4 separate regions of the Mus musculus genome follow, and all the other regions are linked to region 2. A link is a contact called in public capture Hi-C and promoter capture Hi-C data. All regions are on one chromosome and are shown on one strand. Each heading gives the region's core, a stretch centred on a gene start, on an enhancer-like site or on the middle of the called end of the contact. The rest is flanking DNA. Distances are from core to core; before and after follow the strand shown. Region 1 holds the start of Sema3f (sema domain, immunoglobulin domain (Ig), short basic domain, secreted, (semaphorin) 3F). Region 2 holds the start of Nicn1 (nicolin 1). Region 3 holds the start of Gnai2 (guanine nucleotide binding protein (G protein), alpha inhibiting 2). Region 4 holds the start of Pfkfb4 (6-phosphofructo-2-kinase/fructose-2,6-biphosphatase 4).

What was found. Promoter capture Hi-C pulls out the DNA fragments that hold promoters and counts their contacts. Capture Hi-C pulls out chosen DNA fragments and counts their contacts.
Region 1: a capture Hi-C map of macrophages shows a contact between it and region 2, with 2.4 times the contacts expected there. The contact joins the promoter of Sema3f here to the promoter of Nicn1 in region 2. A contact is called at or near these places in 1 of 39 promoter capture datasets (liver), 2 of 115 datasets of contacts at active chromatin or transcription factors (acute myeloid leukemia and pancreatic cancer cells) and 1 of 9 other capture datasets (macrophages).
Region 3: a promoter capture Hi-C map of neural stem cells shows a contact between it and region 2. The contact joins the promoter of Gnai2 here to the promoter of Nicn1 in region 2. A contact is called at or near these places in 7 of 39 promoter capture datasets (the C10 cell line, hematopoietic stem and progenitor cells, liver and 3 more), 1 of 484 Hi-C or Micro-C datasets (cardiomyocytes), 6 of 115 datasets of contacts at active chromatin or transcription factors (astrocytes, bone marrow-derived dendritic cells, bone marrow-derived macrophages and 3 more) and 2 of 9 other capture datasets (adipose tissue and liver).
Region 4: a promoter capture Hi-C map of neutrophils shows a contact between it and region 2, with 2.7 times the contacts expected there. The contact joins the promoter of Pfkfb4 here to the promoter of Nicn1 in region 2. A contact is called at or near these places in 2 of 39 promoter capture datasets (neutrophils and pre-B cells) and 1 of 484 Hi-C or Micro-C datasets (B cells).

What each region holds. Positions count from the first base shown.
Region 1 is chr9:107,708,522-107,711,221 of GRCm38.p6, reverse strand. It overlaps Sema3f (sema domain, immunoglobulin domain (Ig), short basic domain, secreted, (semaphorin) 3F), which reads left to right and starts at 1,260. Exons shown (of 18, transcript NM_001379496.1): 1 at 1,260-1,804.
Region 2 is chr9:108,289,009-108,291,708 of GRCm38.p6, reverse strand. Nicn1 (nicolin 1) reads right to left here and starts at 1,266. Exons shown (of 6, transcript NM_025449.4): 1 at 1,047-1,266. The coding sequence starts at 1,178.
Region 3 is chr9:107,634,086-107,636,785 of GRCm38.p6, reverse strand. It overlaps Gnai2 (guanine nucleotide binding protein (G protein), alpha inhibiting 2), which reads left to right and starts at 1,443. Exons shown (of 9, transcript NM_008138.5): 1 at 1,443-1,686. The coding sequence starts at 1,569.
Region 4 is chr9:108,990,349-108,993,334 of GRCm38.p6, reverse strand. It overlaps Pfkfb4 (6-phosphofructo-2-kinase/fructose-2,6-biphosphatase 4), which reads right to left and starts at 1,433. Exons shown (of 14, transcript NM_173019.5): 1 at 1,223-1,433. The coding sequence starts at 1,319.

The sequences.
Region 1 (2,700 bases), core at 11-2,510, 580 kb after region 2:
TAGACATTTCCTCACCTTAAACAGCCAGGCCCTCTTGGAAGCATAGGAAGTACCCCACTTGTGAGTCAGGTGACCCTCAGTAGTATCCCAGCAGCCCTCTGATACCCACCTAATGCACACAGTCAGCCAGCCAGTGGGTCAGAGGAAGAGTGGCTCTTCTGGGAGTTGTAGCCAGGAAAAGGAGAGGATGGAGGAAGAAGAAAAGAGAAATGGAAAAGGAAGACAGGAGGAAAGAGGGGTAGGAAGGGGAGGAAGAAGACAAATGGAGGACTGAGTGGGGAGAGAGCAGAAGGCAGAGAGAAAGAAAGGAGGAAGACAGAAGAGAAGGGAGAGAAGAGGAGGGAATAGGAGATGGAGGACAGGGAGGAAGCAGAGGACAAAGAGGGCCAAAGCCTCCTGGGACCACAGCAAGAGTGTATGGGGAAGGGCTGAGAAGTGGTTCTGGCTGATGAGGCCATGACCTTGGGGGATGGGCTGCTCAGAGGGACCCTTCCTGGGGTCAGGGGAGGCTCTTGCTCAATTGTTGAGATTTGAAAGCAAGTGCCCTTTTCATAGCAGAGGGGTGGGGGGTATGCCTTGAGTCGTCCTCCTGTCATCTGGGTTCTCTGGAATATGGCACTGTAAAGGGAAAGTCTGTGAGGACCGCTGGCTTGAAATGAGACTTACTGGTGTTTGAGGTGATCACTTGGAGCATTTGGCTAGCTGGACAGAGCTAGTGGCTGGGCTGCACCCACTTGACCTACTCTGGAGGTAGCCATCTGTCGGAAGGTCCAGAAGTGCCAACCGTCCCAAGGGCTGCACCGCCACCTGCTGAGAGGCCTGGGCCATCCCAGGTCCTTCGCCGCTGGGCCGTGGCTGGCAGCAAGTAGGAAGGAGGAACGCGGAAGGGGGCGCGCAGGTGAGTGCTAGCTGGTTGCTCCCCTGCGCTCCAGCCCTTCTCACCAGGGAGTTGAATGCCCGGGTAAACACCAGGCGCGATGTGCGCCGTGTATCCACGGAGAGACAAAGCCAGGGCGGGGCGGGGGCGCCGCCCGCGATGCCAGGGCGGGGGTGCAGGGTGCAGAGCAGTCTCCCCTGGCGCGGGTTGCCCACCGCCTGGGAACCCTGAGCCCTGCCCGCGGACAGGTGGAGCGGGGGCGGGGCGGTGGCCGGGAGGGTCCCGCCCCGGAGGTGGGGCCGGGCGGGCCCGGCGGGGCGGGGCCGTGCTATGCAAATGTCGCCCACGGGCGGCCAATTGCCTGCGCTCCGCGCGCGGCTCCGAGCGTCCCGTCCCGCCAGCGGCCTCGAGACCTGAGCAGCTAGGGAACAAACCGCAGCGGTCCAGGGAGCCCCGAGCGCAGCGTAGAGCCAGGGTACGCTTCGAGGACCCGCGCAGCCCCGCTCGGTCTCCGGGCCCTAGTCAGACAGCCAGGCAAGCGCAGCGCCACCCGGCCGAGCCCAGCGCAGCGCTCTGTAGCCTAGCGCGCGCCACCGCCCGCGCCCCGCACCGGGGAATGCGCCCTCGGCGCGCAGGCCAGGGGGCGCCCGCAGCCCGCCCCGGGGGAGGCGGCCCCGAGCGCCCCTGAGCCTTTCCATGGCCCGGGCTAGGGCCCGGGGCCTCGGCTGCTGACGTGCACGAAGCCAGGGGACCCAGTGAAGCCGAGTCCGCGGTGCGGATCCCGGCTCAGGCTAAGAGACAAGAGGGCGCGGACAGGGCCGTGGCCCGGGGGGGGGGCAGCTAAAGCGGACCGGCCGGACGCGAACCTCTCCGCTGCTGCGGCGGCCACCGCTGCCCGGGCGCCCAGGCCCCGCCGCCGTGGACGAGGTGAGTACGGAGAGAACACGACCTCCCGACCCCACTAGGATCCGCGGCACTGCAACTCCTTAGAAGTGCGCGAGGTCTGGCGAACCGTGGCACACTGTCTGCGGGTACCAGGCGACAGAACTAGGATGTGCTTCATACCTGTCCCGGCGTCCTGAACCTCCCCGGTTCCCGGGCGCTGTAAAGATGTGTGTGTGACTAGGTGATGTGGCCTGCGGGATCACTGGTGTGTGAATTAACTTTTTCCACCCCCGCAAGGTTTTGGGTGGGTACCCTTACCCTCGTTGAGTGGGAGTTCGGATCCTTCTGTTTTAGTCCTCTGCTGACGCCTGCACTCTTTCCCAAACGGCGCGTTTGCACTGCCACAGTGTCTCTAATCTGAAGACCAGGTCAGCCCCAGGGGAAGGTCTAAATTGGAAGCCCCCACGTGGAGGGTCGCCCGGAACCGCAAGACAAGGGGATCTGTTTCCAAATGGGCTTTTCTTTCAGCCATTTGCCGATCTCCTGGCCCCCAGCTGCCTCTCGGTCCTTCTCCGGTTCAGGGGTCTCGGTGTAAGTGAGGTGTTGTTAAGTTGGAAGAGCCTGGGGTCAAGCCCCAGTTTGAACCACGGACCCTAGTGGTGAAGTGGGCAAGGGACCATGGGGGGTGGCGGGTTGTCTAGAGCAGGTGAGGTAAGGAAAGTGTCAAGATGAAGAGTCCTTTGGAACTAAGGCTGGGGTCCCAGCCGGACCTATAACTCCTCATTCTTGAAATAGGTGCATTTTGCCACCAGACCATTAACATCTGGGGAGAGGACAGACTGAAGCCTCCCTGTGTCCACCGTGGAGCTGGGCCAGGTAGAAGGAGTCCTGTTTCCCCGAATTCACTCTTTCTCCAGTACCCGCTACCCTAGTTACAG
Region 2 (2,700 bases), core at 17-2,516:
AAAACAAAAAGCAACAGCAAAAAAGAAGAATAGTAGGATCCTGCACTGGAGGGGTTTGGGGAGCCTAGAGTACCAACTGCCATAGCAGTAGTTTCCATCTCGATGCACACCAGCATCACCTATGGAACTTAAACAAAACAAAACAAAACACACAAAAGCACAGATATCAGGACTAGAGAGATGGCTCAGCAATGAAGAGTACTTGGTGCTCTTGCAGAGGACCAGGTTTGGTTCCCAGCACCTACACGGCACCTCACAGCTGTTCATAACTCCAGTTCCAGAGGATTCAGAACCTTTTTCTGGCCTCTACTAGTACCAGCCATGCACAAGGTATATATGCAGACATGCAAAAACAACACTCATAGATTTAAAATAAAGCTTTTTTAAAATAAAAATATTAAATAAGTAAATAAAAATATAGATGTCAAAGATCCACCTCAAACACACTGACTCAGATTTTCCAGGGTCGGATCAATTAACTAGGTTTCCCCAGATTGTTGGGAAGCAACATCTTGCGAGAGAATGACATATTGTAATACAAAGCACATAGAGCCAAGAGGGTGGGTAAGGGAAGGATGCTATGCCATTAGAGGTAGCCTTTGTCCTGTGTTGAGGTCATGCAACGCCCTGTCACTGTCAGTTGAAATGGAAGAACAACTAGGGATTGGAAACAAGTCACCAGGAGGACCTAGATGAAGGCTAGGTTGCACCTGACCTGTGGCAGGGGCCACTGGAATGGTACGTTTGCATCATTGTTTGACGATTGCAGCTACGGCCGAAATCAAATATCCTCTCACTTGTACTGAGATTCAAATTGTAGTTCCAGTGATATCCTGGGCACTGGGAAGAGATGCTGAAGAGGATAGGACGGGAAACTCTAGTCTATTTAATAAAGCTTATTAATAAAGACTGTAAATGCTTCTGAATAGGCCCAATTCGCAAAAGCAAGAGACACTGTAGAAGCTGTGTAAATGCCTAGGAAACGCCCAAGTTACTAGGTATTCCCCGCCCAGAAGCCTTGATCGCTTATATGGGGGGTTGCTCACCTCGAAAGGCGCGATGTTGGGAAAAGTGACATCGACGACCAGCACGCCAGGCCGACCTTGAGAGGTCCTCATGTCGCCCACTTGCAGGGCTACAGTGCTTTTCACATGACAGGGCACCAACACACGGGACATGATTTGGGAGATTACAACCAAGCAAAATCACCGCTCACAGTCTCCATCCAACCACTAGCTCTTATTGGCGTCCCTTATCAACCAAAAGAACTACAACTCCCAGGCCACATAACGTTTGTAACAGTTCAGCCAATCACCGATGATCAGGGCGGGTCAAGAGTCGGAAATGTCAACGGAAGTTCTTCTTCAACCAATCATCCTCGCGTCTGTAAGTCCCTCCCGGGCTGCTCCGGGCAACCGTCGAGCCGTTCTTTATCCAAAGGATCCAGAATGCTTTGGGCTGTCTTATCCCTCACTTAAATTCTGCTACTTTATTAGGTTAAGATGTATAAAACAATCAGGCGTTTAGTGTCACTCGCTTTCAATCCCGGCACTTGGGAGGCAAAGGCAGGCAGGTCTCCGAGTTCGAAGCCAGTCTGGTCTACAGAGAGTTCCAGGACAGCCAAGGATGTTACACAAAGGAATTATTTCTCCATAGCATCCACAAGATCCATCTGGGTACAACCCGAGGTATATGGCAACTTAAGGGATATGGCACCTTTTCCTGACCTCGGAACTATGGTATTTTTAAAACTACAAACCAGATCAGGTATATTGGTGCAAGCCTTTAATCCCAACATTGAGGAGGCAGAGTCAGAAGCAGGTGAATCACTGAGAGTTTAAAACCAATCTGATTTACAAAGAGAGTTCCAAGCCAGTCCTGTCTCAAAAACAAACAAACAAACAAACAAAGTGGGGTCACAAGGTATTGATTCACTCCTGTAATCCCACCAAAATTGTAAAATTTAGTTAAGAAATAAAATGCCAGGCATTGGTGACACTTTAGTTAACCCAGCACTTGGAAGGTAGAAGCAGAATCGGTAAGATCAGAGGTTCAAGGCTAATCTCATGAATGTAGTAGGTTTCAGGTTAGCTTGGGCTATGTGAGGCCCTAGCTAAAAAAAAAAAAAAAAAAAAAAAAAAAAAAAAGCAAAACAGTCAATAAATTGATTGACCGGAGAAGAGGCAAATACTTGGTTTGGGATTTGTTTATTTTTTGAGACAAGATCTCACTACAGATGTAGATGAAGCAAACCTCAAATTCAGAGAGATCCATCTGCCTCCATAATTCTGGGATTAAAGGTATGTGTTATCATGCCAACCTACCAAGTTTTCCTTTTACATTTTATATTGAGGCATTTGGGAACATTAAAGAATCTGAGGTGTATGGTCAGGAATTTCAGTCCATGCAGCAGGAGAGATGGCTTAGCAGTTAAAAGCCCCTGCTACTTTTCCAGAGAATGAAGTTTAGTTCCCAAAACTCCCATCAGGCTCCAATGAATGCCTGTAACTTAAATGCTCTCTTCTGGCCTCTAGGGAAATTTGAACTTATGTGTACATACCCCTACACAGCCCCTTGTGCATTGCGTACACATAGCTTAAAATTAAACCTAGCAGTGGTGGTACACACTTTAATCCCAGCACTCAGGAGGCCGAGGTAGGTAGATCTCTCTGAGTTTTGAGGTCAGCCTGGTCTACAGAG
Region 3 (2,700 bases), core at 194-2,693, 660 kb after region 2:
CTTTGTCCAGGTAGTGCTGTTCTCACAGGAGGCTGTGTCCAACTCTTTTTTTTTTAAACATTTATTTATTATTATATGTAAGTACACTGTAGCTGTCTTCAGACACCCCAGAAGAGGGTCTCAGATCTCATTATAGATGGTTGTGAGCCACCATGTGGTTGCTGGGATTTGAACTCGGGACCTGCGGAAGAGCAGTCAATGCTCTTAACCGCTGAGCCATCCCTCCCGCCCCCCATTTATTTATTATTACATGTAAGTACACTGTAGCTGTCTTCAGACACACCAGAAGAAGGTGTCAGATCTCATTAAGGATGGTTGTGAGCCACCATGTGGGTACTGGGATTTGAACTCAGGATCTCCAGAAGAGCAGTCGGCACTCTTAACCGCTGAGTCATCTCTCCAGCCCTGTGACCAACTCTTAATGGCAGTGTCCTTCTCTGGCTTTAGTCTGGGGCCACTCAGAACACCTTGCACACTTCAATCGTCCAATCAAAGTTGGTGGGTCATAGGCCCCTCTTAAAAAGCAGATCACAAAGATTGGAAATAGCTCCACTTCCACCTTTGCACAGCCACAGGATCACAGCCACTACCCAGAAGAGACATGGAACTGAAGAAGCCTCTAGAAGCTGACAGAGGATGGAAGGAACAGATTATAGGATCATGGCAACGTTTGTTTCCTTAAGTCCAATGACAACTCTCTCTTGTCTATCTCTCCTAGAGTCCAGTCTCATTGGTCTCTGGTTGAAGCCCCGGATTGCTGCCTGCAGGAGAAAGGTTCCCAACCTATCAGGCAAAAGGACGACGTTTAGATGACAGAAGATAGTCCACTCAAAGGTGTAAAGGCGGCAGTGAACTCTTTTTGTTTTTAATGTGGTGCAACCTACACAGAAGAGGAGGGGGCGCTGCTTTAAAGAAAATCGAGGTCCAGAAAGAGATCATGTGACCCTCCGCAGAGTTTAGTAGATCTCCAAATAAGTTTATAGGCTCAGTTTTAGCAAGTGAAGAAGACACACCTCCTCCATCTTACTCTCATAATTCACAAATGCTCAGAGTCCTGGTTTCTATTTGGCCTGTGGCGAGGGCAGGTAGTCCTGACCCTTGGGCTACTAGATCAACTAGTCCTACAGTCCAGAAACAGAGCCTCAGGCTCTCAGCATCCAATCGGAGACTAGCTCCTCCTGCAGCCCGCCCAGAGGCCTAAGCCTGTGTTAGCTCTACCCTTGGTGTCTTCCCTCGTTGCGGCCCCGCTCTCAGCTTGCGCCTAAGGCTGGACTGAGCCTAACTTCTCCCTTGGCTCCGCCCTCCAACCAATCACCATCCCTAAATTTCCTTCGGCCCCTCCTCCAGACCCGCCCCGGCCCAGTCGCGGGCTTGGTTCGCCCGGGCCCCACCCCTGGCCCGCCCCGCCGTCGGTGCGCGGCGGCCGGGAAGGCGCCTCCCGCAGTCGCTCGGAACTGCGGACCTGAGAGCTTCCCGCAGAGGGCCGGCGGTGGGAGCGGAGTGGGTCGGGCGGGGCCGAGCCGGGCCGTGGGCCGTGTGGGGGCCAGGCCGGGCCGGCGGACGGCAGGATGGGCTGCACCGTGAGCGCCGAGGACAAGGCGGCAGCCGAGCGCTCTAAAATGATCGACAAGAACCTGCGGGAGGACGGCGAGAAGGCGGCGCGGGAGGTGAAGTTGCTTCTGTTAGGTGAGGCAGCGCCCCGTTCTGGGACCCTTGACTCTCTACGCTAATCCCCAGACAAGGACCTGAAACTGCTCAGCCTGGCCTTGCACCCTACACCTGCGCTTGAAACCAGTAGGAGCCACCCTTTTAAGATCCGAAACTCTGGATTGGTCTAGATTTATAATCCTAGTCCAGACTTCATTCAGACCCTCAACTCATCCCAGATCCCACACACCAAACCTTGTATGACTATCTCCCCCCCCCCTTGTTATCCAGTCTCAAGAGAACTCAGACCCTGCCGTGTATTTCCGCACTTTCTCAGGCTTTTCTTAAACCCTCAGCACCCTGCCGGCTCCCACCTTCAAGCCCCACCTGTTCTATTTCTCTTGGCACGAGCATTCCTTGGGACCCTGGTCAAGCCTCGACCCACTCCCTCTTTTCCTTACTCTGGGATCTGTATTCTCCCTCTTTGCACTCTGACCCTTCAAGAACCTCTTTAAGAGGGAAACTGACTACTCTCAAGTTCTCTGTAGCAGGATTCCCCGCAGGGCCTCTGTTCCAGGTCACCAGATCTCTCTTTCTCTCTGTGTGTGTGTGTCTCTCTCTCTCTCTCTGTCTCTCTCCCTCCCTCTCTCTGCAGGTATCAACCCCCAAATCATCTGCCCCTCTTTTAAGGCTTTTCTCACACTCTGCCGTTCCCTTGCTTCTGCGCCCTCCTGCCCCAGGTGGGCCTTGTTGATAGGAGGAGGGGCACCAGGGGCTGGGGTGGGCCTAGGCTGAGCTGGGCAGACCCTTTGCAAGAGGTTGGTCTGACTCTGAGAGTCACACTGGGAAACAGGGGCCAGGCCTCTAGCATTTGCGGGAAGTTCCATTCCCTGGGATCCAAGGCTTGTCTGGGCCAGGGCCAGGGGAGTCTGGGCAATAGGAGGGAACATGGAGGAGTTAGGGTTGTTGTCACTTCCAAGGCCAAGGAAGATGGTGGCTGCTGGGATGGGGGGGAAGTGGAAGTAGTGAACCAACCGACATATTGCTGCCCCT
Region 4 (2,986 bases), core at 184-2,683, 700 kb before region 2:
AGGCTAAATCCACAGCCCCTGAGGACTCAGAATGTGTCTGTCTGCACAGCTATGGCTCCACCAGTACCCATACTGTGGTCAGAGCCACCACCCACAGGAACACAGTCTGCTTCTGAACTACTGCCATTCTAGGAGGACCCAAGTCATGATCATATAACACACGCCTTCCCCACTCCCAACCCCTCTCATTATGGTAATGGTCAAAGTCGTGGCCTCAGGCTGGCCTTGGCCACAGAAGCGTAGAGGACCCTCCCCTCCCTTATCACACACAGCAGCCTTTAGGAATGCACGGAGACCCTGGCACATCACACAACAGCCTGATCTCCATTTCCATATCTGCGCCACCAGTTGTACGAGATGTTCTCTGAGGTCTTTGCCAAGCTGCAAATTCATTACAATATTTGAGTTACTTATAAAACAATTTTTTTCTTTTCCCTGTCAATAAAAAATTACAGACTCGTTCAAGAACAAACAGAAAAGCCAAGGAAGTAGATGAGAACACTCAGGATCCCAGAAGAGGTAAGTCACTTCGCAATTCACAAATTCCAGCATAGTTCTTTGATGTTTGACTCTCCTGTGCAGTTATTTAACAGTGAACTCAAGTGGGTGCTTCCACATCCAGGGGCACAGATATAGGTCCATATGGTGTGCCGTTCCCACTGTCCAAATCTTGACAACTGTACTCCCCCAAAGTTCCTCTAAAACTTTGGCATTAAAACCAAGGGGTACCTGAGGACTACTAACTAGCCCATGGCTAGGCTTTCAAAAGTTCTCAGCTCAAAGAAGCCAACTGCCTTGTCTGGAGCTACACAACTCAGTTTCCAGCCAGACTTCCCGCTAGCCCACTCTGTGGCCAGGAGAGAGTAAAGAGCCACGGCCACAAACGAAGTCCTCTTCTATACACAGGCACTGGAAACAGCTCGGGTCGGTGCCTATCCACTGGGTCAGACCCAGTCTCCAACAGACTGAGATGTCCCCTCACATCTGTCCCCACTCCTGCTTCACCACACTTCTGCGGGCCACTGTCACGGTACCACGGTCACTCCCGCTCACCTGTTCTCAGCCTCTCACCTGTCCCCGACTCCGCCCACCAGTTACAATAGCCTCACCGGTGCCTGCTTCTCTACCAGTCTCCTGCCTTTTCACTCGAGACCCTCGTCTAGGCCGTCTACCCACCCATCAGGGTTCACCTTCTCTCTCTCCTTTAGGACCCCGGTCTTACCACCACGCTGGCTGGCGTGCAGAGCGGGCCTGCCATTGCTGTACGGCATCCAGATCTTCTTCAGGGGATTCTGGGTCAGTTCCCGTGGAGACGCCATCCCTGGGCTGGGATGAATCGGACTGCGCTGCTACTCACCCAGCAACCGGGCCACCTCGGGCCACCCGAGGTCCCGCCCCTCCGGCCCCGCCCACCCTCTAGCGGCTCCAACTCTTGTCAATCTTCTCGCAGGCCCGCCCCAGAACTAATAGGCTCCACCCAAACTAAAGAGGCACTGGCCTACGACTACGCATGCCCAATTTTACTATAGCTTCTTTTGGACTAAGCACGCCCCATCCGTCAAACCAGAGTTGATAACGCGCATGCTCAATACTAGCTACCTTTGACACCCGGATTATGCAGACCCCGCCCCGGATGTGAAGTTTACTGTACTCAACCAGATTGTTCTTATATGCATAGGCCCCACTCATGGTCCCGCCCAGGGTGCTGCAGCCCTGCCCCAAAGCTTGTGTGGCCTCTTACTCCCTTGAGAAATGTGACCTCACAGTCGCCTACTGAGAAGGGTACGGAGAAGCTGAGCAGGCCTGCGTGATCCTCAGAGCCGGATAGTCTGGACCAGCGTGGCACTTGTCCCTGAATGGCTCTAATGACTGACTTGCTGCCCTGGAAGTCAACCACCGCTGCGCCCTCCTGGACCTTCTTCGTTCCTCCTCGGTTGCTTTTAGCCTTGAAACTTCCCGGGTCCACAAGAACAACTTGTTCAACCACACAGAAAAAGTTCCCTTCTCTTAGGGACATAAACACAGAATACATCTCAAAATCGACCATGTTTTGGCCTGGCTGCTGGGGAATTTAGGCTAAATCTCTGAAATATATGAACAAGCTGTTTGGGGTCTCACTAAGCAGTATTCTGATTTTCTTCCCAGGATTTATATTTTACCAATTATAATTTTATTGCTGTTTGGTTTTTCTTTCTTTTGGGGGGGAGAAGAAGGGCTGGTTTCATGTTGCCAGGCTGTCCTGGAACTTAATGTGTAGCTGAGGATAACCTTGAACTTCTGCTCATCTTGCTTTCACCTTCCAAGCTCCAGTGTTTCCACAGAGTTTATGCAGGGAATCGAACCTAGAGAACCTAAGGCTTTGTGTATGCTAAGTAAGCTAACCCCAGCCCCAATTAGTGTTTTAATAATGAATTTTTTTTTTAACGAGCTTCTGTCTCTTCATCAGGAAAATGAGATGCAGACGTCATCAATTTTACAAGACTGTGGTACAGATTAAATGTGTCAGCCTCAGAAATCTGTTTAAAAACATGTGGGCGTTCTCATTCATTATATTACCTCCCTCTCTGCCTTTGAAAATGTACTGGGACAAGGGCCCAGGGCCAGGGCTGGCAGCTCAGGCTTAAGGGCTAAAGTGGTACCATATGAACGAATTCTCCAGCTGGGCGACCCCCAGTGAACATGACCCCTTAGAGGCCAGTGAGGGGTGGTGTTCGGAAGTCACTCTTCTGCGTTTGACCCCCACCAGTCTCCAGAAAGCTCAGGCCTCTTCTTTCTGCTCAGCCCCGCCTCTCCAAACTGTATATTTTCTGTGCAGGCCCCAGCAACAGGGTTTGAATCTCGATCTCACTACCCTCTAGTGATGCCCTCCACCAAACCCCTGGCAGGTTTCCTGCCTCACATATGCCCAGCCAGAAGCTAGGGACATGAAAAACAAGGCTGACCCCGTTCACAATTGGCCCACATCCCTTCCTTTCACGTCTCTGCT